2 separate regions of the Bos taurus genome follow, and region 2 is linked to region 1. The links are chromatin contacts, called in public Hi-C maps. All regions are on one chromosome and are shown on one strand. Each heading gives the region's core, a stretch centred on a gene start, on an enhancer-like site or on the middle of the called end of the contact. The rest is flanking DNA. Distances are from core to core; before and after follow the strand shown.

Region 1 (5,207 bases), core at 434-2,933:
AGCAGTGATGCCAATGGAAACTGTCACCTGCTGCCATTTTCATGCTCTCCCCCTCCTGCCTTGACCTCTGTCCTGAGGGCACAGGTCCCTGCCAGCTCCTCCACCGAAGCTCGAGGAGACAGCATGGTGGACCCGGCAGCAGACAAAAGTGACCAAGGCCAAGGGACCTGCAGTGTCCACCCTCGCAGGGATGAGTCCTTGCTCACTGTTGACCCTCCTGTTGGCCCTTTTGGAGGGCTCTCCCTCCCACCTGCACCCCCGTCCCCAAGGGACAGGACCCTTTTGTCATCTGCATACAAAGCACCTGGACTGAGTCAAAAGAAAGCGAAGTGTTAGTCACTCAATCACGTCTGACCTTCAGGACTCCATGCACTGTAGCCGCCAGGCCCCTCTGTCCATGGGATTCTCCAGGCAAGAATACTAGAGTGGGTTGCCATTCCTTCTCCAGGGGAACTTCCCTACCCGGGGATCAAACCCAGGTCTCCTGCATTGCAGGCACATTCTTTACCATCTGAGCCATCAGGGAAACTGGCCTTTATTTAAGGTGTGCTAACTGGATTTCTCAACACCCTGGTCCTTCAGGAGTGGGGTCCATTCCCACCTAGACCTCAGGTCAGCCCAGAAATCAGCTCACTGGGCTTTCTTCTTCTCTCCAGCCTGCTAGGTTTCTTCAGCAAAGGGCTGCCTCCAGTCACCAGCTGGCTGCTGACCTCAGATTGGAGGTGAATGGGCCGGGTGGGCTGAACCACTCCCCTGGGGGCTCACCGCACTCAGGCAGCCCCCAGGCCCCCAGTGTAGGTTACAGAGAGGCTGACCGGTTTCCAGTGTTGACGTTTCAGTACAGAGCAAGAGCAGTCGAAGTGGGACGCCCATGACTTCCATGTCCGTGCTTGCCACGCTCAGAAGGGTCCCTGGCGGGTGGCGGCTCCTCCGTGGAGCCGGTGACCGATATGGGGGGTGAGACCTGGCCTGCTGTCATCTGCACCTCGTATGGCCACATTCTGCGCGTCTGTGACCTTTCCCGGGCCCCACCTGGTACTTCCCCTGAGGCTCCAAGGCCGAGCACTTCCGAAGGAAACTAGGGGACACATGAAACTCGCAGCCCGATAATAGGGACCCGGGAGTAGGGGTCTGCAGAGGACGCAGCCGCAACCGTGCTGCACTTAAGGAGTTTCAGAACCGCGCTAGAACCAAGCCTGCTGGGAGGAAGCGAGAAGGGGGAGACCAGCGCGAAGGCGGCCGTGCGCCCGTTTGAGGAAGGGCAGGCTCTCACTGGGGACGAAACGGTTAAGCCTCCCGCAGCGCCCTAGGCGTCCGGTAGGGGTCGCGCGCCGGCGGGAGCGCGGGCGCTCGCGGGCGGGCCTCAGGCGGCCGGGGCCCCTGACGTCACCGCCCCACGGTCGCCATGGCGACGGCCTCATCAGCGCGCGCGTCAGAGCCGCCAGTCTCTTGGCAACCGCCCGATCTCCCGCTCTCCCTCCGCCTGGCGCTCGGCCGCGCGTCGCTCTGGCGTCAAAAGGACGTCAATGGGGATGTATCAATCCGGCGGCGGCGGCGTGGGCGGGGCTGCCGTGGGCGGGGCCGGCGGCGTGGGGGAGTGACGGGGCGGGCCCGGGAGCCCGGGGGCGGGGCCGGGGGCGGGGCGGACGGCGCGTGCGGCTGGAGAGCGCGGCTCCCGGCTCAGAGCTGACATGCGGCGCAGCCCGGGCGGCAGGCGGCGGAGCAGTTGGCGGCCGGGCAGAGCGAACGGCCGAACAGGCGGCGGGGGCCGCGGGGCGAGCGGTGTCCCAGCCTCGGCGCTCCGAGGGCGGCGGAGGTGAGGCGCGGCCCGGTGGGCCGGTGGCCGCCGCCGGGCTCGGGGCTGCGGGCTCGGCGGCCCCGCAGGTGCGCGCGCGGGGTTTTCGGGCCGGGGCGCCGCCGCCGGCTTCCCCTTTGTTGTGCGGCAGACAGCTGGGGGCCGTGGGAGCGAGGGTCCAGGGCTCAGGACGGAGACGGGCGCGGGCCGCGGTCCACGCGTCCCGCGGGGCTTGGGACCCGGAGCCTGAGCGGATCCGACTGCGGGCGGCGGGCGTATGAGCGGGGCGCACGGCTCCCGGATCGGGTCTCGCGGTGGAGCAAGTCGTCGGCGGGGGCGGTGGCCGCGGGTCCGCGCGCCCGGGGTCGGGTCTGCAGACGCCAAGCTGAGCGCGCCCCCCGCCCGTAGGTGCGGCCCGGAACCATGGTGATCATGTCCGAGTTGAGCGCGGCCCCCGCGGGCTCGGGCCAGGGCCAGCAGAAGCCTCTCCGGGTGGGCTTCTACGACATCGAGCGGACCCTCGGCAAGGGCAATTTCGCGGTGGTGAAGCTGGCCCGGCATCGAGTCACCAAAACGCAGGTGCGTGGTGGGGGCGGAACCCCGGGGTGGACCCTCCGCGGGTGGATACCCCCTTTCCCCGAAGTCGGGGAAGCTGGTGAAATCCCTCCTTGTGGGGTCCATCGTCCCAAGGTCGAAACGCTGACAGTTTTTATCAGTTCTGTATAGAAAGAAATGCGATATGTTATGATTATGCGTAAATTGTACAGATACTGGGGAGTAGCAAGAAGGATAATGACCAAATACCCAGGAGTGCAGCTGGAGCCTGTAAAACGAGTCTGCAGAGACTTAAGACATTTATTGAACTTTGACTTTTTTGGTTACTTTTGTTATTTTCCTCCCTAAGTTTTTGTGACCTTTGGGGACATGAAGTGTTTTAGAAATTAACCTGCAAAAAACGAAGTGTGTAAATTAGCTCAACGCAGAGTTTTATTTCAACAAAATATCCTTTATTAATAATTTGTAGGTTGCAATAAAAATAATCGACAAAGCACGATTAGATTCAAGCAATTTGGAGAAAATCTATCGAGAGGTTCAGATCATGAAGCTTCTGAATCATCCTCACATTATAAAGCTCTATCAGGTAAGGATTCAAGTGTGCGTTCCACTGTTACTTCTGGCAAGTGTATCATTTTTTAATTTTCAACAACTTAAGTCTACAGTTTCTGAAGGTTGTCTCGCTGGGTGGGAGTCAGGGAGTTGATTGTAGAAGGTAAAAAGATTGATTTTTGTGAGCTGTGCACTAATTTTTTCTTGCTTTTGGATTATAATCCAGATTTGCTTCATTTAAGTTTTATTTGATACTGTTACTTGCTCCAGTTTTGGATGCGTTGGAGGTCAATTGTTAAATTTACTATGAAAACAAACAAAAAAAACACATGGATTTCTGTATTGCTGAGAGTCAACCATTTAGTGTGAAAGGACAAATTTGAGTCTAGACACTTCTACCTCGGCAGATTTTTAATAAACTTTAAAACTAGCTGCTCTTACCAGTTTTTGTAAACTTACCTATGCCAAGGCAGCAGTGAGCATTTGTCTCTTCTGTTTCAACCCTCCCATCAGAAATGGAGACATAAAACACCTGTGCCCAGGTGAGAGCAGGGAACTTGACATCTAATCCACATTGAGAACGCACCTCACCCTGTCCGCCTGTTGGTTTGCTTTGTGACTTTATTTTTGTTCTCCTGTTAAGACTAATAAATTGTACCTTTGGAAACTAGGTGCTGATTTTATTAGGACAGCAGAGCGATCTCTTCCTTAGCCAGCCACTTCTGTAGAATGAACTTAGATCCACTTCGGAAGGATGTGTTCTTTGCATTCACCCAGTTGTGTTGGGTATAAGTTCCTTTTGAGGAGTCTCATGAAACCCTGTGGATCCACGATGAATAGAGGACCATGTGTGTGTGGGGGGGTGTGCCCTTGGCAAGGCGAGGTGGAGAGAGGACTGTGATTGAAGTGACCCTGGGGAACGCTGCTGCCCTCGGTTACAATGAAGGATGAGGGAGTCACAAGGCTCGTGTTCCCCTAATGACAGTTTACTCGGCGTCGTTAAGCGCATAGCTCACGTCACGTGCACTCCGGTTCATGTTTTGTTTCTGTTGTCGTCGCGTCGTGAGGCCCAGATAAGATGTTTCCTCCACAGTGGCTGATGTCAGTGCCTGAGCAATGTGCCCACCCCGTTTCCGCAGGAGTGGGCTAAAGCCTGCCTGCCTTTGACTTTGCCGAGGGGGATGAGCCAGGGCCTTCCCTGTCTTCCTGTCCTCCGCTGACCCTGGGCAGGAGGAGCCCGGGTAGCCAGATGCCTGGCCCCTGGGATCCACGTTGAGGTCTTTTCTGGGGATGAATTTGCTCCGCTCCAGGACCTGCTGTTGGAAGATGACGGGCTCAGTGGGCAGCAATGATTGTACAGCTCTCGTTGTGACACTAATGTCTAATTTGCATCCAGCTGGCCCGGGCCCCAGAACCTTGGAGAGACACTTCAACTCTTTCCTCGAGGTTTTTTTTTTTAAACTTCAAACGTGTTGACTCTTAAATCTTTCTGCCTCTCTTTTTTTAAACTGAGGAAGGGGATAAACTCAAAGTCCCTCCACCACACAGGTCCAAGGCAGTTACAATTGCAGCTAAACTGCATTGTGTCTGCTCTTCTCTTTAAGTTTATGGCTCAAAGTACCTTTTTAAAGGAATAATTACATTTTGAACCTCGAAGAGCTCTTTTTTAAATAAGGATAACTTCCTCTGAAATAGTCCCTGGTGGTCCAGTGGTTAACACTTTGCCTTCCAATGCAGGGGTTGTGGGTTTGATCCCTGTAAAGGGAGCTAAGATCCACATACTTCGAGGCCAAAAAACGGAAATATAAAACAGAAGCAATATTGTAACAAATTCAATAGTTTAAAAAATGAAATATTTTAAAATACATGAGTCTGTTTTACTCCTTTCAGTACCAAAGATTTGAATTTGACCTTGTTTCTTAGTTATGTTTTAAACTCTTAAAAACATCTTTTTTTCAACATGAAATAAAATTCTCGGATCAGTAAACAAACCTTTCAGGTGTATTTGACGTTGGCTGTTGCTATTGACACACACGCTGAGTGGTTTGCTGTACAGAGAATGGTCTTTCATAGCTTACCTGGCAAAGCCGGCCTCTCTCAGCCTAATGTATCAGGTCAGTCAGTAACGCAAGTAGGGAGGGGAACTTCTTATCTATTATTCAACTTGTGCTGGCCCTAGGCATGGATAATCTGTTGTCTGCTCAGCTTCTAGTAGAAAGGCTTCGCAGAACTCTTAGCATCTATTTTATTTCTGGGGCCTGCAGAGCCTTCACTTTGGGTGAGGAAAGTGAGTTAAAAATATGGC
Region 2 (5,210 bases), core at 991-3,490, 180 kb before region 1:
CCAGGGGTAATACAATATTTCATTGCCTGAATGTTATATATTATTTTGTTGTTTAGTTGCTGAGTCGAGTCCAACTCTTTTGCAATCCCATGAACTGTAGCCCACCAGGCTCCCCTGCCCATGGGATTTCCCAGGCAAGAATACTGGCGTGGGTTGTCATTTCCTTCTCCAGGGGATCTTCCTGACCCAGGGATCGAACCCGCGTCTCTTGCATTGGCAGGCGGATGCTTTACCATTGCACCACCAGGGAAGCCCTTGTGTTATTTATCATATATGTATATATAAAATAGATGTTAATAGCATGTGCATACACAAGTCAAGGAACTTCACAGAGGAAGAGAGATTTGAAATGAACCTTGATTCACTGGCACAGCAGCAGTAACAGGAAGTGAGGAGGGTGGCTCAGGAGGAGGGAAGGGTACTCAGGCCTGGAGTGAAACGCAGGGAGGGTGTGTGAGTCTCCTGACACAGGGTAGGGGTTAGTGTGTTGATGGAGCAGTCCAGGACAGATTCCTTAAGGCCTCTGGGACAAGATTCCTTAAGGCTGTTTGAATGGAAAAGTGACAAGAGAATTTGGGCAGCTCAACCTGACAGTGAATGAGGATGGAGGCGGGTGAGGCTGCGGATGTGGAGACTGGCCAGGAAGACATCGGAGCCGCCCCTTCCCCGTCCCCCCAAGTGATAGAATAGGGGGATGGGAAGTGGGGGAGCTGTGTGGTCTAAGCGTGACTGGTGACAGGATGGCCTCCCCAGCCGAGAGGATGACGGCCTAGGAAGACTGTGCTCTGACTCTGGGGGATCGTGTGCTCCTGAATGGAAATAAACACCCAGGGTGCATGGTTGGTGGGAGGGCCAATGTAGTACTTACTCGTCAGTTGTAGAGATAGAAATGGTGGAGGGACTAAGTGTATTTTAAAGTTTATTGAGCTTTCTTAAGGTATAACTTATGTATCATAAAATTCATTTATTGTAGGTGTACAACTTAGTGTTCTTCAGCTAATTTTTGGAGGTGGGTAATATCTCCACAATCTAGTAAGGATGTTTATATCACCTCATGTAGTTCTCTTGTGCCATTGTACAGGCTCTGGTTTTCAGACCGTTTCTTAGAACCCTGCCTCCTCTTCCTCCTTCCCCCAAGGAACTGCTTTCAAGGCTCTGTGAACTTGGAAACTCTTTTTGCTGAGGAATGGAGACGTAAATGGGCTTCCATGCACGAGATCCTCATTTGATTGCTGGGTCAGGAAGATCCCCTGGAAGGGAAATGGCAACCCATTCCAGTCTTCTGACCTGGGAAATCCCATGGACAGAAGAGCCTGGTGGGCTACAGTCCATGGGGTCACAAAGAGTCTTAAATGCCAGATGAGCCTGTTTGCTGTCTTTTATGTGTTGAGGTTTCATTTAAGATTTTATTTGAAAAATAATTTCTGCCAAAGGTTTGAAAACCTCTGGTTTCATGCCTAGAATAGATAACCTATTTTTCTGGTTTATTTCTAGTATATTTTTGGGTGAATTGTCCAAGTACTTCTGTCACTGTATAAATTTGAACTGTTTCCCATATGTATGGGCTTCCCTTATAGCTCAGTCGGTAAAAAACTGGCCTGCAATACAGGAGACCCGGTTTTGATTCCTGGGTCGGGAAGATCCCCTGGAGAAGGAAATAGCAACCCGCTCCAGTATTCTTGCTTGGAGAATCCCATGGACAGAGGAGCCTGGCAGGCTGCAGTCCATGGGGTCGCAAGAGTTGGATACAACTTAGCGACTTAACTACTACTACTACTATATCAGTCTTCAAGGTAATTTTTCTACATGCCCCAAACCTCTTTTTTTCTTGATCTTTTCAACAGGAAGTTTTAACGAGGGAACAGATTTTAAAATTCTGCTTCTGTAATTAAAACTGGAGTCTTCTGTGTCCTTCACTTTGAAAGTGTTTTCCTGCTGGTAGCCCTGAAAGGTTGTGACGTTCTCATTTCTAAACTTTCAGGATAAAGCTTTGAAGTTTTTCAACATCACTGGTCAAACAATGGAGAGTTTTGTGAAGTCGCTGGATGGGGATGTTAAGGAGCTGGATTCTGATGAAAATCAATTTGTTTTTGCTTTGGCCGGAATCGTAACAAGTGAGTAATTCCCTGTGAATGTAGTGACTTTCCGGGATATATTCCAGAGCAGTGATCACAGTTAGGGTGTGTGCGCATGAATACCTCTGGTTCAGATAGGCTCCTGCCCTGGAGGCGCTGACTCAGTGGACGGGGTAGGGACTGGGTGTGTGTTGTGGAGCATCACCCAGTGATTCTGATAAGTAAGCATCAGTGAGTATGAGCAGCTCACCTTAGGAAACAGGACGGCGCTGCATGTTCTGCTCAGTTCTGTCCGTTGACAGAAGTCAAAACTGTATGTTTAGCTACTTGTTGTTTGGCGTCATCGTCATTTACTTATATCTACCTAAAGTAAAAGCCTTAAGCAGAGCTTCAGGTAGGCTCTTGCTCTTGTTTTGCTGTTGTAATTCAGTTCAGTTCAGTCGCTCACTCGTGTCCGACTCTTTGCGACCCCATGAATTGCAGCATGCCAGGCCTCCCTGTCCATCACCAACTCCCAGAGTTCACTCAGACTCACATCCATCAATGTGCTATTGTAATTAAAGAATTCCAAAAAATCTAAATTGTCTCTTTAGTGAGTTTTCCCCAAAGATTATAGTTACGATTAGATAGAATTCTAATGGCAAAACTGCTGCAAAGGATAAAGCCAAAGGACTAAATAATTAATGCTAATATAGTGGAACATGGTATATACTAGTGAGTATTAAGGCTCTTTGTTCTGAAGTCAGTGAAATAGTTATAGTGCTATGACTTACTTTTTTACATTGTTCTTTCATCTGCTGTATGCTATGCTCCTCTTAGGGTGATTCTCTGCTCTTAAATAGAGGGGAAATGTTATTTTTCCTCATCTACTGAAATCCTAATGCAGTGGATCTCATGTAGACAATTTCTTCATAAGCCCTTAAGAGCCGGTGATATTCTTCACGGGCAGATGTTGAGACCCGGGTGTTGTCCAGTCCTGATTTGGCCTTTGTCTGCTGGAGGACTGCCTCATGCACTTTCATCATAGCCTCTTCAGCTGGTTGAGGCTTGCACTGCTCCACCTTCTAAAATTGCTGTAAGATATCTTTTCTTCTTTTCTTTTTTAAATAAATACTTAGGTATTTGGCTGCCCGAGGTCTTAGTTTAGTTATTTGGTGGCACGTGGGATCTTTAGTTGCCGTGTGCGGGATTTAGTTCCCTGATCATGGGTGGAACTTAGATCATCCGCATTGGGAGTGTGGAGTCTTAGCCACTGGACCACCAGGGATCCCTGGGGTCTCTTTTTTAGCAGAATGTTTAATACTTGCAAATTTGATGATTAGATTTTCTGCTGTGTGCAAGTGACTCCAAAAGTCTGTGATGTATGTGACTTTCCATTCTGCTGAATTGTGATTTTGAATTGCTTCAATTGCCAGCTGGTGTGCAGTGGTGAGGTCGTGGGCCAGTGGGCAAGGCCAGCCTGTTGCTCAGCAGCCAGGCTCAACTTGGCTTTGTTTTTCCCTGCCTGGAGCGGCTCACTTAGGAGCCCTCATGAAGAGTCAGAAGCGGGCGTGTCTGCATTGCGTTCCCTTACAGGCTGATGACCGTGATGCAGTGCTTACGCGCTTGTGTTGGCGTTTACTGCTGCTCTCCTGAGGCCTCGGGGCCTTCCGTGTCTCAGATCCCAAGACTGTTCCACGGGGAGTAGGCAGGACAGCAGATGCCTTGGTTAGCTGTCAGATAGATCCTCTGTCTTTTAAACTTACCTGTGGGAAATGCTCCCATTACAGCTTTTTTTTTCACCTTGTTGCAGTCCTGCAAGTTTTGACAAATGCATGCAGTCACGTTACCACCACAGTGAAGACATGGAAAGGTTCCATTTCCTCCCTCTTGTCCCCCCGCTTCCTCCCCGTTCCTTTTGCAGCCCACCCCTCCGCCCACCATCAGCACCACGCAGCTGCTCGTCTGGCAGTTTGCTGCACCTTTTAGCTGAATTTTCCTGGCTGGCCTGTCTGGTGTCCAGTGTCCACCCTAGGGGAGCAGGTGCTGGCCTCCCATTTCTCCTTGCAGCGCCTGCCTTTTCCTATTTTTTCCTGTCAGTCGGTTGATTCTGCAACCTCAACTCTGATGTGTTCAGGATAAGTTGTGATTTTTCAATTATCTACCTGCCTCTTTTTAAAGAATGGAGGTGTCGCTCTTTTCAGTTTACTGTGTCCTAAGCAAAAGCTGGCTGTCAGAGATTGGTTTAAACTGTGAAATTAGTGAATTTTTCTTATCCATAGTCACTGTTGTTCATAATAGGTTAATAGTAACACAAAGTATGGATTTTTAGGCCCAGCTAGTCCACTTCCTGGGATGTCAGTTCTCTGGACTTTATTTCCTCTTTATTTTTATAATGCCTGCTCAGTACCTCACACAGTGTTGTGCATGTTACTGAGCTTTGGGTAAGTGGCAACATATTGTAACCCAAGGTCTTGTTTAACAAAGGGTGTGCGGTGGTTTTCTACAATTTTATAAGTGGACACATATAGAACTTAAAAGGAGATGGCAAATTGTTATCGCAACCCTGTGAAGGTTAACTTGCTTAGCTTACAAATGGAAAACTTATTTTTCTGACTACCTTTTCTACTTTTTGACTATTTGGAAGTTATAATTGCACTCCTTGTCTCTAAATTCTGGGTTTATTCATTCAAACAGTGTTAGGTAATGATTGTTGTTTAGTCTCAAAGTCGTGTCCAACTCTTTTGTGACCCTATAGACTGTAGCCCACCAGGCTCCTCTGTCCATGGGGTTTCCCAGGCAAGAATATTGGAGTGGGTTGCCAGTTTCTTCTCCAGGGGATCTTCCTGACCCAGGGATCGAAATCATGTCTTCTGCACTGGCAGGTGGATTCTTTACCACTGAGCCACCAGGGAAGCCCTTAGGTAATGATTAACGAATCAAAATTTCCTTTTTTTGCCATGCCTCATAGCTTGTGGCATCTTAGATCCCCAACCAGGGAGGACCCGGGCCCAGCAGTGAGAGTGCCGAATCCTAACTATTAGACTGTCAGAGAACTCCCCCAAGTTACTTTTTTGGTTGTTGATAATTTGTGGCAGGACTGGATCCAGCTCATCTGTCATGGACGTAATAGTTGCACAGAGCTTATAGCAGCGC

What was found. A called contact is a pair of places that touch in the nucleus more often than the background predicts.
Region 2: a contact with region 1 is called in a Hi-C map of blastocyst, with 3 times the contacts expected there. The contact joins the enhancer-like site here to the promoter of SIK1 in region 1. A contact is called at or near these places in 2 of 11 Hi-C or Micro-C datasets (blastocyst and liver).

The regions. Positions count from the first base shown.
Region 1 is chr1:143,520,458-143,525,664 of ARS-UCD2.0, reverse strand. It overlaps SIK1 (salt inducible kinase 1), which reads left to right and starts at 1,683. Exons shown (of 14, transcript XM_024996648.2): 1 at 1,683-1,816; 2 at 2,204-2,374; 3 at 2,820-2,936. The coding sequence starts at 2,219.
Region 2 is chr1:143,698,136-143,703,345 of ARS-UCD2.0, reverse strand. It overlaps HSF2BP (heat shock transcription factor 2 binding protein), which reads left to right. Exons shown (of 9, transcript NM_001035493.3): 6 at 1,982-2,114. Among named protein-coding and RNA genes, the nearest start is that of HSF2BP, 28 kb to the left of the region's middle. Within about 2 kb of position 2,240, at least 18 of the 102 cell types and tissues checked have an H3K27ac peak or open chromatin away from gene starts, as enhancers often do. A contact at or near this core is called in blastocyst, where this site is marked.